2 separate regions of the Mus musculus genome follow, and region 1 is linked to region 2. Evidence: chromatin contacts called from public HiChIP or PLAC-seq data. All regions are on one chromosome and are shown on one strand. The core of a region is the stretch at or near the end of the contact, and the rest is flanking DNA. Distances in the headings are between cores, read along the strand shown.

What was found. HiChIP or PLAC-seq counts read pairs in DNA pulled down with a chosen protein or histone mark.
Region 1: an H3K27ac HiChIP or PLAC-seq map of embryonic stem cells shows a contact between it and region 2, with 2.7 times the contacts expected there. The contact joins two enhancer-like sites. A contact is called at or near these places in 2 of 115 datasets of contacts at active chromatin or transcription factors (both in embryonic stem cells) and 1 of 9 other capture datasets (adipose tissue).

The regions. Positions count from the first base shown.
Region 1 is chr2:71,743,270-71,746,623 of GRCm38.p6, reverse strand. It overlaps Gm17250 (a long non-coding RNA gene), which reads left to right. Exons shown (of 5, transcript XR_866415.1): 4 at 2,999-3,165. Among named protein-coding and RNA genes, the nearest start is that of Gm17250, 5.6 kb to the left of the region's middle. Within about 2 kb of position 1,318, at least 74 of the 459 cell types and tissues checked have an H3K27ac peak or open chromatin away from gene starts, as enhancers often do. A contact at or near this core is called in embryonic stem cells, where this site is marked.
Region 2 is chr2:71,346,451-71,349,791 of GRCm38.p6, reverse strand. The region is part of intron 2 of Slc25a12 (solute carrier family 25 (mitochondrial carrier, Aralar), member 12); the gene reads left to right. Among named protein-coding and RNA genes, the nearest start is that of Slc25a12, 20 kb to the left of the region's middle. Within about 2 kb of position 1,896, at least 11 of the 459 cell types and tissues checked have an H3K27ac peak or open chromatin away from gene starts, as enhancers often do. A contact at or near this core is called in embryonic stem cells, where this site is marked.

The sequences.
Region 1 (3,354 bases), core at 69-2,568, 400 kb before region 2:
TGAATAAAATTGTTTGTTGAGCCTTTAAGTTCCAAATTCTGCACTCACAGCGGGCACCCCTTTGTAACAGTAGACAGTGGGTGGCAGGGTGCATCATAGAGGGAGAGATTTCAGAGTTGAGACTTCTAGAAGAAGCAATTTTACATGTTCTCTGGAATTTCTAGACAAAAAGTTAAATGAACCAAGAAGAAGCACTCTCATCCCTGTACCTCGAAGACTTCTAACACTGTTCTTTGGCTAAAATTTGATTTTCTTAAACTGTACATACAACTTTTGATCATGTGTTTAAGTAGGCCCATTACTCTGGCCCTATCTGAGGAGTCTCTGTTGTTGTCTGAGGATGCTGGAATCAAAACCTACAGGTGGCATGCAGAAAGCTACTCTGCACATGGAAAAATAAAAAACAGATGTGAAGCTAAGCCCTCTCAGGCTCGCGTCATAGAATTTTCATGTTACTGACTTACCTGCTTCTCCAAACCAAAGCCAAAAGCGATGGAAAGATCTCCAAGTTACGGTAACACAGCCTGGTTCTGGAAAACAGGGAAGGGGAAAAGGCACTGTGTTCTCAAAGAATAAAGCCCAGGGGTGAATGGGAAAAATAAATAAAGAAAGAAAAAAGAAAAGGAAAGAAAGGAAAGGAAAGGTCATGACCGCTTCTAGGTGCAGGACGAAGTTTATTATAAATAAAAGGGAGAGCACAGCCAGGGGCAGGAACTGGGATATCTGAGAGTCCAGAGTGGACATGACCAAGTTGAGCTGGGCCATGTTGGGAGGGGTGTGAAGGGAGAGGAGAGGGAGGGAACCAGGTGGGGCAGCCAGAAGACCTCCTCCTCCTCTTCCTCTTCCTCCTCCTCCTTTTTTTTTTTTTTCTTGAGTGCTAGCAGATAGGTGAACCTCTCTGAGTGTGAGGCCAGTCTGGTCTATATAATATAATATAATCCAGGCCAGCCATGGATACTTAGTGAGATCTTACCTCCCCAAACATAAAAGAAAGAAGGGAGATGTGGGACACTTTCCCTGTTGAAACAAGAGCCTAGGAAGCTAGTGTCTAGAGTCTTATTTTAGATTCGCACCCCCTTATCTCCACCCCCACCCACCCCTATCCCCACTGCTGCTCAACTTGTTAGCGTTAGGCTTTTCACTCCCACAGCTCCATCTCTATGCTTGTGGCCCCATAGTTTTGCAAAACAGATCCTTGTATCCCCTGCTCTCTCCCAGTCTTATTAGGATTCAATGTGGGGATTTAAAACAAAAGCGTGGCATTCCCCGGAAGCCCGGCCTTCTAGTCTCTTTCCCATTGCTATGTTAATGAATCCATTGGATGTCACTGTGACCTACAAGCTCCAACACTGGGGGTGAGTCCTGTATCTGAGCTCCAGATGCATTCCACCGAGGAAAAAAACAAAACAAAACCAAGGATCTGAGAAGACCAAGGGGGATTGGAGGATTTGGGACAAATTCTAAGACCCAACTCTGAACTGTGAGAAAATGTGACTGGTCACAGTCCCCCTTGTCATTAAGGGTGAGAGATGGCTGGGCGGGCAGTTCTGCATCGCAGGGATTGCTGGAATACTAGCAGCTGAAGAGGAAGTGAGAGGCCCATGGCAGGGTGACCTCAGTGACAGAAAAGTCACTTCACTGTGCTGGGACGGCTCAATGGTAAACATTTCTCTGTCTGAGGTTTGCCCCTAAATAGAAATGCTGATGGTGCGTGTCCAGAGCACAAGGTCCTCTCGTGGGGAAGGAGGGCTTCAGAGATTCGGAGAACTTTATTTTCATTCACTAATTTTTTTAAAGGCTGCAGGATTTGGGAGTCAGAGGTGTATTTGAGCAGTCTCTCATAGATTTTAACTAACTCATTCCTGACCATTAATTTCTAAAGCGGCTCAAGTGTTTGGACTGTCTCTTTGAGGTTCCACGCACAGAGACCTTCCTGAGTGACTCCACACGAGTGAGTGTGGAGTTTCGGGAAAGACACTGTGGCTGAGGAGACCACCTGGTATCCAGTCAGCAGCACACAGTTCCTAGCTTTGCCTCCATGGCTCCACAAACAATGCTGAGCCTTCCCAAGCTCCAGCACAGCTGAGGAAATTCCCAGGGCTGGTATTCCAGACGTTCGATGTCCGTGGATGTGGGGAGATCTGGCTGTGGGGAACACTACACGGAGGACCGTGCAGATAGTAGTCAGAGGCTCTGTGTCTGCTGAAGGGCACAGCCACCCATGGGATGGGCCACTGGAGCCTCGTATTCAAAAGCTTTTTGAACAAACAGTCACTCTGGCCCTCCATGGCATTTGTCATTCATGAGCTTGTCTCTCTTCCTCTGGATCTTGGAAAACGTTTTATACCTTCATTTCCTCATGGAGAACGGTCTCCTATATAGTTTTTTTTTTGGGGGGGGGGGAATGGGAGGAGTTGGCTGAGTCACTACAGCTGAATACTTACTCCCCCCACCCGGTCCCCCCTCCCCCATTCAGATAAGGTGATTTTGATAATCTTCAAGTTGCTGAGGAGGCCAGGGCTCTGGTTTATCAGGGCTTAAATGAGTCAACCTGGAAACAGAATCCATTCTACCAATAAAATACCTGATGGGCATTGGATCCAAAGAAGTTCTGTTATAGAAAACATAACAGGTGGAATTTAAAATGTAGAATATCAAAATAAGTGTAAATGACCCCACAATGTAGGTCACAATTAGAAAGGACAATATAGTGTTACGGCAGAAAAATATGTCAAAATTAATCAGAAGCAAGGTTGAGTATTAGGGCTTACACATATGCACACACATACACCCAAGAGTATAGCTTTGCATGTCTGTGAATCTGTCTATAAATACATGAGTATGTAGATGGGGGGGGGCAGGGGGAAGGTCTATTACTCAGCAAAGAAAAGCCAAGATTAAAATTCTAGGATGAGTAGATCTCTGGGGACATGAGAGGTGGCAGTACAGCAACCAGCCACAAGTCTTGTGACTTTTGCATGACGCCTTTGCCTTTAAGCAGGGATCTAGTGACCCAGCCTCGTTGACTCCTGCTGACCTTCTGATCCCTGGACATAGCCTACGAAGGTACTCTAGGCTGCCTCAATGCTGCAGAGTCCTGTCCAACTAGTTTGTTGCGATGCTTAACGGGAAGACTGAACTCTTTTCTGGACAACAGGCAGACAGGTGAGCCTAGAACCTGGGAGCAAAGACACGTTTGCAGAGAGGCAGCTGTTTAGACCACAGCTGTCGCAGGCAAAGTAGCAGCGAGAAGAAGACTCAGATCTCAGAACAGTGTTTCCAGATAGTATCTGAGGCAGGGGGATGTCATGCTTGTGAGCACTTCACAGGAATTCTGCTCCAGCAGTGAAAGGA
Region 2 (3,341 bases), core at 647-3,146:
AGTTGTTCTCTGGCATCATTTATAACTGTAGGTACTGGCAAGGCCGGAGTCAGAGCATGTCAACAAAACCATTTGTTTTCCTCCTTGGCTTCTGTGTCCTTGGTAGCTTGTGCTAATGCTGCTGTTTCCTGGATTTTACAGTCAGAGGGGATCCTGGGGACTCTTTGGATCCCACCTACTTTCACTGTGTATTCAGGGCAGGCTTGTCCTGGTAGCTAGGCTCAGACACTGAAGAACACATACCTCTGGAAGGTAATTTGTTACTAAGAACCTGATGTGTTCTGTGTTTCCTCCCTGTTCTTAAGTAGCATAGGTTGAACATTGATTGCTATTCCTAAACATTGAGGCCTGAAATGCTTCAGAATGGAAGTTTGTTTTTTTCCAATTTTTAACTTTTTTCCCTCCCCTCTTTCCCTTTCTCCTGCTCCATCTGGCCCATAGATTCTTTATTATTTGTTTCTAATTATAGATGGTTGTGAGCCACCATGTGGTTGCTGGGATTTGAACTCATGACCTCCGGAAGAGCAATTGGTGCTCTTACCCACTAAGCCATCTCACCAGCCCAGAATGCAAGTTTTTGAGCATTGATTTGATAATAGGGGTAGCAAATTCTATACCTAATGTAATGGGCTGAGATCAAGACACAAGCACAGTGAAAAAAGGCATTAAAGTCACCTTCGGGCTGCTTACAGAAAGGTGTGTAGATTACTTTTTTCTTGCTGGGATAAAGCACTATGACTAAGGCAACTTCTACAAGAAATTTATTTGGGCTGACGGTTCCAGAGGAATGAGCCTGTCGTGGCAAGGAGGCAAGCAGCAGACATGGCTACAGGTGCCCGAAGCTGAGCGCTCACCTCTTCAAACACAAGCCGGAAGCAGAGAGGGAAATGGAGCTGATGGGAAGTTTTTAATTTTTTAATTTCTAAGTCCGCCTCCAGGGACACACAAGGCTATACCACCTAAACCTCCCCAGACAGCGACCAGCTAGGGACCAAGTGTCCAAATGCCCCAGGCTATGGGAACATTTTTCAGTCGAACCTTCAGAGTATGCATGAAACAGTGGGACTTTAGTTTTGGATACTTTAAGGGGCAGGTGTGGCGGTCTCTTTAGTGTCCCAGCACTAGAGAGAGGGGAGGCAAGAAGAATAGCTTTGCCGGGTATGGTGGCGCACACCTGTAATCCCAGCACTAGAGAGAGGAGAGGCAAGAAGAACAGCGTCTACTATATAGAGTTTGAGACCAGCCTAGACTACCTAAGACCCTGCCTTTTAAAAAAAAAAAAATCAAACAACCCAACAAAAATAACAGCAGTAAAAAGATTTCCCATTAGTATATGCAAATAATCTGAAATTAAAAATCCTTCTCTGAAGTGCGTAGTAAATAAAATACAGCACACGCTATCGCCAGCTAGGCACCGCTCGTGGTCTCAGTCTTGTCCCAGCCCGGTACTGAGCCCGAATGTTGTTCTTTGCCAAGGCCTCTCCAGATCTCCAAGATAGCTCTCTCCCCGCAGCTGGCTGCTGCCAAACCTGCTCAGCACTCCTAAATTTTCATGGCTAGCTGGGGCGCCGCACTCTTCCAAACCCACACTCTGCCGTGGTTACCTTTCCCTGGAGCTCAGTTGAATTGCCACGAGATGGAAAACACCAGACAATCTTAGTTTAGAACCAAACGAATAACACAATCACTGGGCACAGAATCTAGCATCCTAGCATTTACCAACTACTCTATGTTAGAAATCTTCCAGTGGTGGATTCTAGTGGACTCCGCCACCTGAACTAACAGCCCCCGGGCGACATCTTGGTTACCTGGCTTCCACCGTCCAAAAGGAAGTCCCCTACTCCTGCTTTCCCCTTTCCTCTCTTTGACCAGGAAGGTCCGCCTCCTTCTCGCCCAGTGATTGGCTTCTTCTTGTCTTTAACCAATTAGGGGAAAATTCCTCTGTTCTTGTCCTAGTCATTTTGGAGTCTGCATCCATCCGGAGTCTGCATCCATCCATCCATCCAATCACTTTTTCTATGTTTGTGAGTGTGGTGTATGGTGACTATGGAGTAGGGATAGGGGCACCTACAAGAACCAATGTACACCTTCTCTTGCTGAACCTGCAGGGAGACTGACAGTCAACAAGTTCCAGCAATCCTCCAGCCTCTGCCTCCCAAGTGCTATGGTTACAGAAATTTGCATGGTCACCCTTGGTCTTTTATGTGGGTACTAGGAATTTGAACTCGGGTCTCATGCTTGGGTAGCAAGCTCTCTTACACTCTGAGCCATCTCGGAAACTATATCCACTCCATCCACCCTCTCATTCTCTTGTTTCTTCCTTTTGTCTTTTATAAATAGGAAACGGGAACACACAGTTACATGCTTCTCTGTCCTGTGTCGTGTGTCATCGTCCTCCTGCCCACCCCCACTCCGACCACCCTTTTTGGTGGTGTTAGGTATCAAACCCAGGGCCTCCTCCACGGTGTGCAAATGCCGTACCTGTGAACCATACCCTCAGCCCACACTCTCTTCTTATTTCTTTCTCCAATTAGCCCCTCTCCCAGATAGGAACAAAGATTTTTCTCATTTCTGCAGCCGTCCACTCAGATTGAAATCAGATATGCTGTCTCCCTCCGCCCCACCTCCGCCCCACTCCTTTGGTCTTCATGACGCTCTGGCTTCGTTTTGGGCAGTCATGTTCCAGTAGCGGTGGTTGGCTTGCCAGCCTCCTTCAAGTCTGCTGTCAGATTTCTTTTGTATTGATGTCCCTTGCCACTTGCAGTAACCCCATGACTACTGTGGCCCTCTCTTTCCACCCCGGCCCGTCTTCATCAAACCTGTCCAGGGACTGAGGATTTAGCTCAGTTGGTAGAGTGCTCGCCCAGCTGGTCTCAGGTCCTGGTCTGATATCTAGCACTGCATGGTAGTCATCTATGCAGTCCCTGAACGGGGATGGGGTGGGGTGTGGTGGGGTGGGGTCGGGGGAGTAGGTGGGAATGGTTGGGGGATCAAGGTAGGAGGATGAGAAGTTCAAGGTCATAGAGAGTTTCAGGCCAGCCCAGGATATAGGGATCCTGTTTCAAAAACAAAAACAAACAAATATCTACATGTGTCCTATTATGCCAAATGCTGAAGAGCAAGGAAAGACATGTGTAACAAGAACTGCTAGAATATTCTTATTGTTATCAGCATCTAGAATTCAAGTACTGATAGTGCTAAATATCTCAAACAGTTTGTTCTTTTGTTAAGGTTGATTTTCATTATTTTATTAACTCTGTCTCCTGGAGCTAGACTTCCAGCCGTTTGTGAGTCACTGAACTCATCTGCTGCGAGAGCAGTGGGATGCTTTTATGGTGCTC